2 separate regions of the Mus musculus genome follow, and region 1 is linked to region 2. A link is a contact called in public Hi-C data. All regions are on one chromosome and are shown on one strand. Each heading gives the region's core, a stretch centred on a gene start, on an enhancer-like site or on the middle of the called end of the contact. The rest is flanking DNA. Distances are from core to core; before and after follow the strand shown. Region 1 overlaps Med13l (mediator complex subunit 13-like). Region 2 overlaps Spring1 (SREBF pathway regulator in golgi 1).

Region 1 (6,658 bases), core at 760-3,259, 350 kb after region 2:
CTTTGGTGTTTTTTAAACAGCAGTGAGATAGCTCCTCAGTGCAGGTCTCTGCAGAGCTGGTCTGATGTGGAATCAGAGCCTTAAAATAAAGAGTAACTCTCTGGCTCACCTATTTTAGCCATTCTGTGGTGCTTAAAGCAACTCATGCTTCGTGGTGGTGGTGGTGGTGGTGGTGGTGGTGGTGGTGGTGGTGGTTGCTTTCTTTGAACGTGTGATTCACACAGACTCACTTTTGTGTGGTAACTGCTTGTTACTCTGGTGCCTTCTCTTATTGAGAAGCCAAAGGACAACCTGCAGCGTCAGTTTTCCCCTCCCACCATGTGGGTCCTGGGGACTGAAGTCAAGTGTGAGGCCTGCTTGATGGCAACCATCTTTACTGGTTAAGGCATTTTGTGTCCCATCCTCCGAGCCCCCAACCTCCACCGCACATTTTCAGACAGAGTGTTATGTAGTCCAGGCTGGTCTGGAACTTACTCTGTAGCTGAGACTGGCCTTGATCCTCCTGCCCCCATCTCCCAAGTGTTGGAATTATTTAAAGGAATCTGCTGCTGTATTTAACCCCTAAATTGTTTTTAATTTAAAGTAGAAAAGTGCTTTAGAAATACTGAGAGTCAGCCAATATGCCATTTTCCTGGTCTGAGAAGGACACGAAAGGAGAAAAAAAGAAAAGACAAAGGAGCCAAAGGACAAGTGGCATTCCACGAGCGCTCCTCTTGTATGTCTGTGTGCATGTCCATGCCTGGTGCCCATGCAGGCCAGAAGGCTTTGGCTTCCCTGAAACTGCAACTCAGATGGCAGTGACCTACTATGTGAGTGCTGGGAACTAAACCCAGGTCCTTTGCAAGAGCATCAAGTACTTTCAGCTTCAAGTCTGTGAGCCATCTCTCCAGCCCTTAACCGTGTGTTGTCTGTGTCTTCTTCCCCATTACTTCAAGCAGGACAGGGTGTCTGCTGCTTCTTGCAGATGAGGGCGTGGGCAGAAGGTAGATGCCTGATGTTCTCACGCATAGCAACCCTTCTGCCCATTTTCTTAAGCAGAAATGGCCGAGGGTAGGCTTGTTCTATTAAAATTAAAGTTGCTTTTCCTGCCCATAGTAGCAAGGTTCTCTGGTTAGTGCTGTAGAACAAGAGCCAGTCCACTGCTGTAAACACCTCCGACCGACGCAGGAGGGGGCAGGGGATGGATACAGTGACTCACTGGTGGCCAGTGGATCCTTCCACAGAGAGAAGGAACACAGAGAAGAGAGTGCCAGACCAAGGCGTAGTAGACTCACCCCCAGACCTAAGCAGGAGTTAGATGACTTTTTGTGTTTCTAGGTGTGTCCCCCATGGGATGGGTGTGGATGTAGACGTTAAGGACTAAGCTTCAGCTTCCTGTGGTTTCCCTCCCTCTCACTGACTGTGACTTAGCTTTCCTAGGCTCCTTCTTGCCTCTACCCGTATTATCCAAAGCCACGCCGTGACTCACTGCTCCCTTCCTGAGCTAGCCCTGCACAGCGTTACTCTCCAGGCTTTCCATGCTGTGTGTAGGACAGGGGTTAGGAGCTGCAGCTGAAGGCTCCTCGTGAGCCCTGCCCTGCGAAGTCCTGTTGGTGTGGAGGAGCTGTTGGGCACGCAAGGTGGTGGGAACCCAGAGATACGTGTTAAGCCCTAAGTAATGTCAACAGTATCTGATGTTCTTGATACTTCCTAATTCACACTCCCCCTCTCCCCTGTGAGTAGCCTCGGTGTGCAGTGATGGGCCCAGCAGTTTATCCTGGGTGACAGAAGGTCTGTGAGAGCAGACCTCAGCACCTTCAAAGAGAAGCTGGGCCCAGGGAGGCAGACATGGGGTGTGCTGTAAATCCTGTGAGGTTGAGGCCAGGCTGTGATGCTACAGTGCAGACCCAAGGAGACACACACACACACACACACACACACACACACACACACTTGCTCACCCTCTACAGTGAGTAAAACTTTGTTAGGTTCCTGGGAAGAAGAGTGACTGCCATACTGGTCCTGTTTTGGTCCCTTGCCAGGTGCCAGGTCAGGCAGCAGGCTGTTTGTTATGTGTGTGACTCGTGCTTTCAGAGGTGTCTGTGAGTATTTTCATGTGAGCATGATAATGTTTTTAGGCTTTCTGTAAAAGAGGGTGGATTTCTGCGTGGTAAATGCCAATTTAAAGTGTTAGACTCCTTACATTAAACACCCCCAAGGTTGCTCTCTAACTCCAGCCAGCGGCGGCTGCTAAGAGCTGTTTTTGAAGCAGTTAAAGCTCCTTTTTTTTTTTTTTTTTTTGTCCCAGAAGAGCATCCCTCTGGTGGAAATGGAATAGGGCCTGTGCTAAGGGCTGAAGAATGGACAAAGAGATGGAGTCTTTATGGCAAGGAGCCCGGGGCTGCTGGCAGTTACAGATAGCTGGGCAGCACGTGGTGCTCCCGGTGCTCTTGGAGAGAGGCTGCTCTGCCTCTGCCCACTGAGCTCAGTGTGATGGAGGGAGGGAGCCTGGGCAGGCCACTGCTCAAGGATGGAAAGCGTTCCTTCTGTGCAGTTGGTTCTGACAGGGCACTGAGTTACCATTCTGCACTAAGGCTGAGACACTGCAGAGGTCATTTGGACGGCCGGGCAGGTGGCTTTGTATTAAGTACCTCTGCAGACAGCTTCAGCCAGGGGGTTTTATATTTTAGGACTACTAAACATGGTATTTTCAGGTACTTCTGAGACTTTTTCCATTTCTTGTTTGTCAACTGTCTTTCTTTGAGCTTGATGGAAAGGAAGCCCCGGTAATACTCCTACTTCCTCTATTCCAGACACTTGAGCTTTTCAGATAGTTCAAAGGCTAAAGAGCTTGTTGATGTTTTGCACTCCTCACTTCCTGCCTTTCTGCTGTGCGCTCTTGGCAGCTCCTGGCTCTCATTCTTCCCCCTCAGGAGCCTCAGTTGTGGTACCCTGGGTCTTCCCAGGGCTTCCCTGACTTCCACCTCCAGGGAAGAGGGTTGGTGTTGGGAGATTGTAAGGAACTGGGTTTTAGGAACTATGTTTTTCTGAAAAATTTCTACCTTTTTTTTTTTTTTTTTTTTTTTTTTTGCCTACTGTACATGTGCATGAGGTGTCAGATCCTCTGGAAAGAGAGTTACAGGTAGAGAGTTGTAGGTGCTGGGAATTGAACCTTGGGTGCTCTGGAGGAGCAGCCAATGTTGGTAACTGCTGAGCCATCTCTCCAGCCCTTCTCTCTTGCTTTTACCTCTTCATCTTGACTAGATTTAACAAGGCATTTAGGTAGCATTCTTGAGAGCGTTTTGGTAGAAATACTGAAAATAATTAGGTGCTGTATTTTAAGTGACTTTTAAAACAACAAACTACTGTGAAGACCTGTGGTGTTTATGCTTAAAGCCGAGCCTGTAGCTAGCAGTCACGCTGAGAAGAGGCACTGCTTTAAATCAATACGTAAAAGCACCCTCTTGGCACTGAAGAATAGAAATATGTTGCTTATTTGTCTGAAGACTGAGGTTTCTTAAGTTGTTGTCATGGCCCCTAGAGATGCAGAGTCTCGATCTTTTTACCTCTCTAGGGCAGCTGTGACCTTTGAAGAACTCTTGTCCCTTCTACATCCCAGGTTCCTAGATAAGGTCTCCAGGGTCAGAGACAGGAGCTGTGCATGGAGAAAGTGGCCGGTTCTGTTGCCCTTTTGACATATGCTTACGAAGACTAACTGGGGGTTTCATTTCTGCTATTTCTACGTTTGTGCATACATTTGGTTTCGAGCTTTCTTTTGATTATTTTAAAAATTGACCAAGTAGACGTTAAGCTTGCTTACATTTATCTTTAACACATGGCTGATACAATTACCAGAAGAGTTGAAGTATGACAACACTTCACAGGGTTTTGCACAATAGGTTAAGAAGTCTTTCAGTTTTTTCTGCCTGCCTTTTGGGAATCAAGTGCCTGTCTGTCTGTCTAAGGCCAGGGTGGCATTGCTTCTGAGACAAGTGCCTGTCTGTCTGTCTGTCTGTCTGTCTGTCTGTCTGTCTGACTATCTAAGGCCGAGGTGGTGTTGCTTCTGAGACAAGTCCCTGTCAGTCTGTCTAAGGCCAGGGTGGAGTAGTTTGCACACATAGGAGTTGAAGCTGCCTCTGCCTCATATACCTGTGAGTTGAGTATAGTCTGCTTGTCTTTCTTCCTAAGATTTTAATATGTTTTTTTTTTGTTTATGTGTCTGCATGTCTGCCTGTGTGAATTGGTGTTCACTTTGTGTGTGCTGTGTCTGTGGAGGCCAGACAAAGGTGTTGGAGCCATTGGAGCTGGAGTGACAGGTGGTTTTGGCTAGCATCATGTGGGTGCTGGGAATTCAACCCTGGTCCTGTGCAAGAACAGCCAGGGCTCTTAGCCACGGAGCCATCTCTCCAGCTCAGTGCTGCTTGCTTCAGTTAGTAGAAGTATGTTAGTGAGGATAGACCTTTGAAAAAGTAACCATTTAATTGCCTCCTAACATTCTGAATGTAACTATTTTGACATATTTAAACTATCTTTTCTAATTGTTGTCTTAACTGAGAAAATGAATATGATTTGAGGCAAGATAAAAGTTATTAATAGTTCGGGTGCATTTTATCTCCTTTGTTTTCTCTGTGGTAGTCCCTAAGTGATTTAAAATAATTTGTCTTTTTGTTTTTGATGCTCTAATACTTTTTATTAAGCTTAGATTTTTGTGCCCTCAGTTTGAAACTGACAAGTTTCAATTGAATGCTTCATTTTATACCACTGACTTTAAAGAAAGAGAGGTAGGTAGGTGTGTGTGTGTGCACACATGTGTGCATTCATGTTTGTGTACATGTGTGCTTGGGCTGGGTGTTGCATTTACCTGGGAGACCAGAGTCTGACTGGCTACCCCCTTTTACCACTTACCACCTTAGTTTTGAGACAGAGCTCTCTCATTGAATACTGGCTGGTCAAGAGTCCCCAGGATCTGCTTGTCCCTGCCATTCCCTAGCACTGAGAACCAGGTCTACACTGGCACATGGAAGTTTACATGGGTTGGGATCCAGACTCAGGTCTTCATGCTTGTGCAGCAAGCATTACATCCACTGGGTCATTTCCCAGGCCCCATTATTGATTTTGAGAGCATCAATACATTATGAATTGAGAGAGTAGGATTTTGCATAGGGTACTGGTAGGACATGACTTTGTTGCATGTAACAAGGTGTGGTTTTTCAGGGTGGCAGCAACAGAGACATTCCAGAGGGGGACAGTCCTATACATTTTTGATGACAAGGTCAGTTTGTCTGTTATCAAATGCTCAAAACAGTTCGATATCTTCTAATTTATGCTGTAATTAGAACAAAGGGACTTAAAACCTTCTGGAATGCAAAAAAGAAGTCAATTTAGCAAAAATGATCAGATTGTCTGACAAGTTGCCTGGATTGTTTCCTAAAGAGATAGAGCTGGGCTTACTGACCCCAGCCTGTGCTCAGTTATGAAGCGTGGCCTTTAGAGCTAGTGTGGGGAAGCACTTCTCTGTATCCATGCGTCACTGTCATGGATTGTAAATGTGCAGGTGGATGCCTGCAGGAGCTAGACCTAGCCACCATCACGCCTGTTACCATTCATGTCTGCACAGTGCAGGAGGTCTTGCACTCAGTGAGGCGGGAAGCAGTCCCAGGGTCAGAGATCAGAAAGCTAAGCCAGCTTCCACCTAATGTGATAATCTAGATGGAAACATCTAGAGTTTGTTTTTTAAAACACACTCACAAACCTTCTTAGAATAACTGAGTTTAGCAGCACTAACAGGTACAAAAAACAGAGTACAAAGTGGGGGAAAAATACTGCAATGAAGAATCTGGCAAAAGAGCCAGTGCAGAGAAAATAGAAAATTTCCCAAAGGTCAGAAGGAAGAGAGCCAGCAGCCCAGTTAGGAGAGTGGAAACAGAGAGCTTCAGAACTGGGCTCTAAACACATGAAGAGTTTTCCTTTCTTAGCCACAAGAAGCCCAGCTTAAACCTACAGGGAACACAGCAGCAGCAGCAGCAGCAGCAGCAGCAGCAGGTGCTGAGGAAGGTGTAAGGGCTGGATCACTGGTGTGTAGGTGCAGGGCCTATAAAACGCTGCGCTCACCCCATTACGAGCTGTTGAGTTCCTAAGAGTAAATGTTTATCTGCAGTGCAGTCCAGCAGCTGTAATGTGGTCTTTTATCCCAGAATGATGAAAGCCTCCACCTCAGTGTGCAGTAGCAGAATAAGGGCAGCCACCAGTGAATTGTGATGGTCTTCAGCAGGCCAAAGCAAAACCAAGTGTGTGTCCTTCCAGTGGGAGGCAGGGTTTTAAAACAGGAATACACTCTCCATATGCACACACAGTAGGTTATATAAATTATCTTCAGGAGTTTGGGAGGAATAAAAAGTGAGTCCCAAAAGCTTCATGCTGTGGGATCCATTTATGGGACATTCTTGAAATGACAAAATGCAGACACAGGGAAGAGACCATTGTCAGCGTTAGGAGGACACAGGAAGGAAGTTGGTATGGTGTGGTACTGAGCGCATGCACGCTACACCAGAGCCGCTGCTCCTGCTATGGCATTGGCCCCATTCTGCAAGTAGCAGAGAGGACCTGGATCTGTCACTTTTGTGCATGTGCGCGTGAACCAGTGATTTTCTAGATAATTAATAAACGTGAATGACCACCT
Region 2 (6,713 bases), core at 325-2,824:
GGGTGGTGGCCCTCATAGACTTACATATTTTTCTGTCCTGTTCCTCACAGTGCAGGGAACAGTCTGCCTAGAAGCCCTGAGCAGTTAAGTAGTCTCAGTGAGGGAGCCTGACTGACATGGCGCTCGATGTGCACATATCTACGTGATGCAGTTTCACAGTTGTGGAGCGAATTAGGTTTTTCTCTCTTTTGAGGATTTGAGAACACCCCTAATTCTAGGGGGGTGCTTGTGGTTGTGTCTCCCCCTGTTGGTATGCAAACACCGGAAGCAGAGTCACGAAGGTTGACTGTGGCCTCCTGTTTTAGCAGCCCCTTCAAATGACCACAACAGCCACGAGCCATCAAAAGCCACATGTTTGCTTTTTAAATCCGCAAGGCACTTGTTTTTGTGAATGGGTGCCTCGTTTCCTGTCTTGGACTGTTTTGTTAAAGCCCAGGTGAAAGGCTGCGTGCTTCCATTAGCATCCCAGCTGCACAGACAGGGCATGGTCTGGCAAGAAGCTCACACTCAAGCAGTAGACTGGAAAGGGGCGGAGCGTGGTAACAACTCAGATCTATCGATGACTGAGGGGTCCAACTTCCCGTCATCCTCTGCCCAGGTGAAGCCAGCCCTAGACACGTTTCCATGTCTGGTCCTGATGCTCAGGGTGCCCTGGCTCCTGCCTGCCTTCTTCCTGTGCAGTTCTTCATCCTCAGAGGGAACACAGGTGGCTAGCTTCCCGCTGAGCTCTGCCTCTGGTTTCAGGCTATGTCTGCGAGAGGAAGGACCTGCTGGCGAATGGCTGTTGCGACGTCAGCGTCCCCAGCACAAAGCAGTACTGCTGTGATGGGTGCCTGGCCAATGGCTGCTGTGAAGCCTACGAGTACTGCGTCTCCTGCTGCCTGCAGCCCAGCAAGGTACGGGTCCCATCCCTTGTGTTCTGTGCATTTTAGGGGGGTAGCTAGGCATCTCCTGCAGTGTTCTGATGGTGCAGTGGCCTCTCCCGAGGGAGGAGCTGGTCTCCCTGCCTCACAGTTCCTTCTGCAGAGAGGACAATGCTATTGCTAACTAGGTATCTGGTGAATGAGAGAGACCTGGCTCCTTGCCCTCCCTGTGGGCCAGCTCGGCCAGCACTTACTAATACCAAATGCCTTGTTTCCATAGCAACTTCTCCTGGAGCGCTTCCTCAACCGGGCAGCTGTGGCCTTCCAGAACCTCTTCATGGCAGTTGAAGACCACTTCGAACTGTGCTTGGCTAAATGCAGGACCTCCTCCCAGGTCAGAAGTGGTGCTGGGGATGGAAGAGAGAGACAGAGCTGGAGAACCCTAGCTGACCGATCTGGGTAGAGCCAGGGAGGAAAGGGGCTTCATTGACGTTCTGCTGTGTTAGGGGGTGAGAGAGTTAGATCCAGTACCAGCCATTGAGAGGAGGCAGTAGTACTTGCTCTAGGGCAGAGTTGTGGTTCGAATTAGGATCCAAGGGGATAGGAGAGTCAGGCACATGGATATATCTGAGGCTTCTAGGGTGGGCACACACTGCCTGCCATTGACTGTCTGTTCTCATAGCAGGGAGTGCGCTGGAGGGCCTCTGCCACCATCACCAACCCCATCTCTGTTTATCTTCCCTTTTCCGTTTATTCTGGGCTCAGAGCCACAGACACAAGTCAGAGGACAACTTGTGAGAGTCTGTTCTCTGTCTACACCAATGTATATCTCGAGGACCAAGCATTGGCAGCCAGCACCTTTCAGGCTAAGCCATCTTGCCTACCCAGTCTTTCTGGCTAAGCGCTTGTCTCTGCCCTTTCTCAGACAACCACACGTCTCTTACACAAGCACACCCTTCTAGGATACACTCCGGCTTTGTGCTCGTTAATCCCCCTTCCCATCTCTGGGACAGGATAGAGGGAGCGGAGAGAATGTGAAATTCCACTGGTCTCCATGAGGAGGGGGCTTCTCAGGTGAGTGGGCGGGAAAGGAAGTCGGGTCACTTGCTCTTCCTGACCCACCCTGGCAAAGGGAACTGACTAGGGAGGTTCCTGCCGCTGTCCAAGCCGCAAGTCACTTCCTCTTGTGCAAATAGAGATAGTTCTCAATGGCCACTTGGTTCGAGTGCCCAGAGCCCAGGCTGCGAATCTCTTAGGTGGAATTAATATGGATGTATGGCTTTGGTAGGGGATAATTAATGAGCTCTAGACCAGCCAAAGCCTCAAATTGTTTGTATGAGAAGAAATTGCTGGGGGCGGGGGGATCTGTCAAGAGGGGTGGGGACGGGACATCATCTGGGCTCAACCTCACTTGCTGTGCCCAGCCAGGGCACTCTTGGGGTGGATGCTTGACTTGTGCACAGGCCCTTAGGGCCTGACTGCATTTTGACGTGTCAGGACTCCGCCAGGGACTGGGTCTGTCCAACCACAGGGTCAGCGGCCGATCTCGCTGCTCCACCGTATCTCCTTGTCTGTTTCAGATTGATTTTGTTTGTCTGTTCTCTTCATATTTACTATTGTGGCCGGGACACGCCACCATGTGCACGGGAGGTCAGAGAACAGCAGCTCGCTTCTCGTTCTCCTCTGTGGGTCCTGGAGATGGAGCTGAGGCTCTCAGACTTGGGAGCAAGCACTGTGTTAGCCCTGGCCATCCCATCTGCTCTTTTCGGATGGATGGAGCAGTCTCAGAATCTGCAGCCCGCAGTGCGCCTGTTGAGAAGCTCCCTGGTGGGCAGAAGAAGAAATGGCACAGGGATGTCCTATCTATTTGGTGGCACTCAGAGCCAACAATATCCTACGTCATGCTAGAATAGTACCTTCTAGGCATGCTAGAGGTCTGGCAGGGACTGTGGCTGTCACTGCAGCTGACCCTCTCTAACACACCCCTGTCTTCCTTCGCCAACAGAGTGTGCAACACGAGAACACGTACCGTGACCCCATAGCCAAGTACTGCTATGGAGAGAGCCCGCCTGAACTCTTCCCGGCGTGAGGCCTGACGGAGATACACACCCAGAACCAGGCTGGTCCACTGGAGTAAAGAAGGAGAAAGCCACACAAGGGTCCTTGTGGCTTTGGGTGTCTCCAGCTCCCTCACCGACAGCTGGAGCTGATGGGCGGAGCTGTTCTGTAGAGCAGGCTGGATGAGGTCCTGGCACCTTGCAGGCCCCTGGGACTGCTGGTCAGAGGCCAGGCACTTGCTTCTGTTTTGCTCCTACCTTGTAGTTATTTATTGACTTTTCAGAGTGGTGGAAGGTACGGTCATTTTTTAATTTTTTTGGTGCAGGACACCTCTGCCTGTCCAGATGAATACATTGGAGGAGGTGACCGTTGCTCTCATTTCCTGAGCGTCGCATGGATGTGCGTGCATGCTCCTTCACCGGATGAAAGTTAGTCTCTGGGAGTGCGGGTGTACAGACTCAGTTGTGGTTCTGTTTTAACATCTGACCAGCAGGCCCTTGTATCCATACCCCAACATTCAGGGGTATCTGAAGCCTCAGGGAGGTGCTGGTCCCCACTGAGCCTTCATAGAGCTGCCTCAGTGTGCTCATATACTGAAATGGTAGACAGGAAGCCTGAATCCCAGGCTGACTCTCCCAGTGGAGTTTGCTGTGTCTCCTTGAAACCCCTCATCCTCAGGGCAGGGGAGCCCTTCCCTTGTCTGTCACAGAGGCTAGGGGGACTGCGACTGTGTGCATGCACAGTGGCCATTCATTCTTGGCTGCTCTCCACGCCCGGTGGCATTTATAAAGAAAAGCCCCAGCTCTTAGTCCAATCTGTCGCAAGTTTCACATCCACCATCAGTGGGAGACGAATGTGGTAGCCACAGTCTAGGGAGCGTCCCAAAGGCAGGTCCATGTCCAGTGCTCACAGGACAGTTGTTACCAGCGACTGAAACGGAGGTTTGAAGCCTAAGGTCAAGACACCTCCTCCCGTACTCTCCTGTCCTGTTTACAGGCCAGCCTTTAGCACACACTTCCTCCCAAGACCTTTGACCCACCCTTCCAGTGGACCACGGTGTTTTGTGGTTTTGGTTCAGGTTGACCTGGGATGGACGGGCCGCGAGTCTCAAGATTTCCTATCGGGGCCACATGGAACACAGCTCTTTGTACCGTCAGGATGGAATTTCCCTCTGCTCCCTCCTGCTTCCTCTTGCTGTTCACATCGGATTTGTATTCTCTCAGCTCTACAGAAGGACAAACTGACTGTCAGTTGCTCCCTTGTTCTGTCTTGCCATGCTGGGATCGAACCCAGGACTTTGTGTGGGATTGGCAAACTTGCTGTTCCTGAGCCACGGCCCTGGCCAGGGAGTTGATTTTTAGTGTTAGATGCCAGTGATTCTCTTCTGTTTGCTCTGGACTTCACGGTGTGTTGACTCAAACTTGATAGAAGAACTGGGTGATCCTGCACGTTCTGGCACATCCTGGAATGTTCTGGCACGTTCTGACATGTGCTATATGCGTTTGACACCAGCCTTAAACTCCTGACTCTCCTGCCCTGGGAGGAGTCCACCCTTGGTTGCCAGTGGCATTGGTCATATTTAGAGTGTTGACCCAAGTTTTAGTATGAGCAGTCACATCTGTTGCCAGCTCTCCCCGGCTTGGCACCAGAAACGCATGCTGTGTGCGTTTGTGAGTTTATAGTCTGTGCCGTCATGATCAAGAATCCAGTCTGCTCGTGCTTCACTCAATTGATGAGGACATTGCAAGAGACAGGCCCTCCAGAGCCACAGCCAAGACAGAATGAACAGACCCACACAGGAACTTGTCTTGAATCCCACCCCCATGTCCTCTAGTGCAGAATCACCTCCATACCGTCTCCCCCTAAGAGCAGATGGCCTTCCATTATCCCAGACAGGAGAGGGCAGAGTGGTCGTCTATATCCACTCCAAGTCTGTAACACGAATGTCACTTTCAAATTGGCTGTGGCTGTGGAATGTGGTTTTGTGCTTTAATCAAGTAGGGGTGTGTGTGTGTGTGTGTGTGTGTGTGTGTGTGTGTGTGTGTGTGTCTTTAGAAATTCTCAGGATTTCAGACAAGTGTGGCACTGGCCAGTGAAGGGCCCCTGCCCACCTTCCTTGAAAGGTTGTGTTTGAGCTCCCTTGATGGGTTCCTAGGATCAGAGGCTGTAGTTAGTTTTGTGTACAAGACTCAAGTAATGTGGCTGGAGCCTGGGACCACTGCTTCTCAACAGCATGACTTTTCATTTAGAAAACGGGGTCACATGTTTACCTGCGAGTGTGCTCTGAGGTGTCCCGAGTGAGAGCCGACCTCCTGAGAGGCCAGTGTTGGCAGCCCCTGGGAAGCTGTAAGGCAGGGATGAGGGGTGGAGGGCTAGAGGGATGGATGGAAGAACATTGGTTGTGGTAATTAGGAACTTAATGCTGAGAGGGCCTTGGCTTTTTAATTAGGGAATTCGGGACCATCTAACCATATAGTGAGGACATGACCGCTCCAAGGTATGGTTGAGGGGATTGTATTGTAGATATGAGGGGGAGAGAGACAGCAAGAGAGAGGCAGCTGGAAGAATCCAGAGGATGGGGAGAAAGGCATGACTGAGTGAGGGGGATCAATTGTGCATGGCCAAAATGGCAGGGCTCTAAAGGGATGAGAAGCTGGGGGAGGGGAAGCTGGAGACTTAAGCTGGACACCCATAGGCAGGCTAGCAAGCACCATAGCTAGTTAGCCTCTTGTCCTGAGGTTGGTTGGTTGGTTTTGGTTTTTTTTTTGGACCTGACACTAATGATAAAATAATCACCTAAAACTAAAGCCACATAGCCCAGAAATAAACACCAGCAACTTTCTCCTTCTTGTCACTTTCCAGGTGAAAACCAACCAACCAACCAAAGGCAGGCTTCCTCCTTGGAAACTGCCTGTGGGTCTGTTATCTGCAGGCCTATGTGACATCCACACAGGACAAGACAAACACATTGGCATGGTGCTTGTATATACAGATGCACGCGCATGCACGCACACACACACACACACACACACACACACACACACACACATTCCTATCTTCTTAGAACAAGCACGGCTGCGTTCTAGAACCCGGGACTATCCGTGACACCAACTACTCATTGAGCCTGCCACCACTAGGTCACAGACTTCCAGCTCATACTGCAGGCAAGTTGGGCGTACTGCTGGGCTGATGGTGAACTCACTAAACTCACACTGTGCAGGGTAACTGCACGGTGCCTTGCGGCAGGAATGTGCTGTTATTTGAGCGTGTCCTGTGGGGATCACAGCGTAATTTAATCAGCACTTTAGCATGGCATCTCTCCAGGGTGGGGAAATAATGAAGTCAGCGCTCAGTGCTGGGAGTTCTCAGTTCAGCCTTGGGCACCGCTGTGACCTAGAGCTGGGCACAGTTACTGCAACACTGCCAGCATCCGAGGTGTGGCTGTCCTAGATGCTGTGGGCCAGGGAGGCTAGCAGCATCGTGGACTCCCAACCTATTAGGGACAAGTGGGTATCTTCCCTATTCCAGCTGTTAAGTAAGTATATCCAGACACTGTCAAATGTCCCCTGAGGGTCAGGGAGGGACTGCCCCTGTGTTACAAACCACTGCCCTAACTCTATTAGAAAGATCGGTTTGTGAACCAATTGCTTGAGTGTCACAGGAGGGAAAGTTGTCGAGAAGAGGCTGGGCTGAGGTTTAAATCCCAGGAGGCTAATGGTGGAAGATAGTTTGAGGCTAGCCTGGGATGCAGAGAAACTGCCAACTCAAAGGCAAGAGAAGGGGGGAGTGGGG

What was found. A called contact is a pair of places that touch in the nucleus more often than the background predicts.
Region 1: a Hi-C map of bone marrow-derived macrophages shows a contact between it and region 2, with 20 read pairs. The contact joins two enhancer-like sites. A contact is called at or near these places in 12 of 39 promoter capture datasets (the C10 cell line, the HPC-7 cell line, cranial neural crest and 9 more), 2 of 15 datasets of contacts at CTCF or cohesin (CD8 T cells and large pre-B cells), 4 of 484 Hi-C or Micro-C datasets (B cells, bone marrow-derived macrophages, forebrain and 1 more), 11 of 115 datasets of contacts at active chromatin or transcription factors (the NIH/3T3 cell line, T-cell acute lymphoblastic leukemia, astrocytes and 8 more) and 2 of 9 other capture datasets (adipose tissue and embryonic stem cells).

What each region holds. Positions count from the first base shown.
Region 1 is chr5:118,611,907-118,618,564 of GRCm38.p6, forward strand. All of the region lies in intron 2 of Med13l (mediator complex subunit 13-like), which reads left to right. Among named protein-coding and RNA genes, the nearest start is that of Med13l, 55 kb to the left of the region's middle. Within about 2 kb of position 2,010, at least 135 of the 459 cell types and tissues checked have an H3K27ac peak or open chromatin away from gene starts, as enhancers often do. A contact at or near this core is called in bone marrow-derived macrophages and hematopoietic stem and progenitor cells, where this site is marked.
Region 2 is chr5:118,258,232-118,264,944 of GRCm38.p6, forward strand. Spring1 (SREBF pathway regulator in golgi 1) reads left to right here. Exons shown (of 5, transcript NM_001081236.1): 3 at 745-896; 4 at 1,144-1,257; 5 at 2,869-4,883. The coding sequence ends at 2,952. Among named protein-coding and RNA genes, the nearest start is that of Gm25076, 4.9 kb to the right of the region's middle. Within about 2 kb of position 1,575, at least 38 of the 459 cell types and tissues checked have an H3K27ac peak or open chromatin away from gene starts, as enhancers often do. A contact at or near this core is called in bone marrow-derived macrophages and hematopoietic stem and progenitor cells, where this site is marked.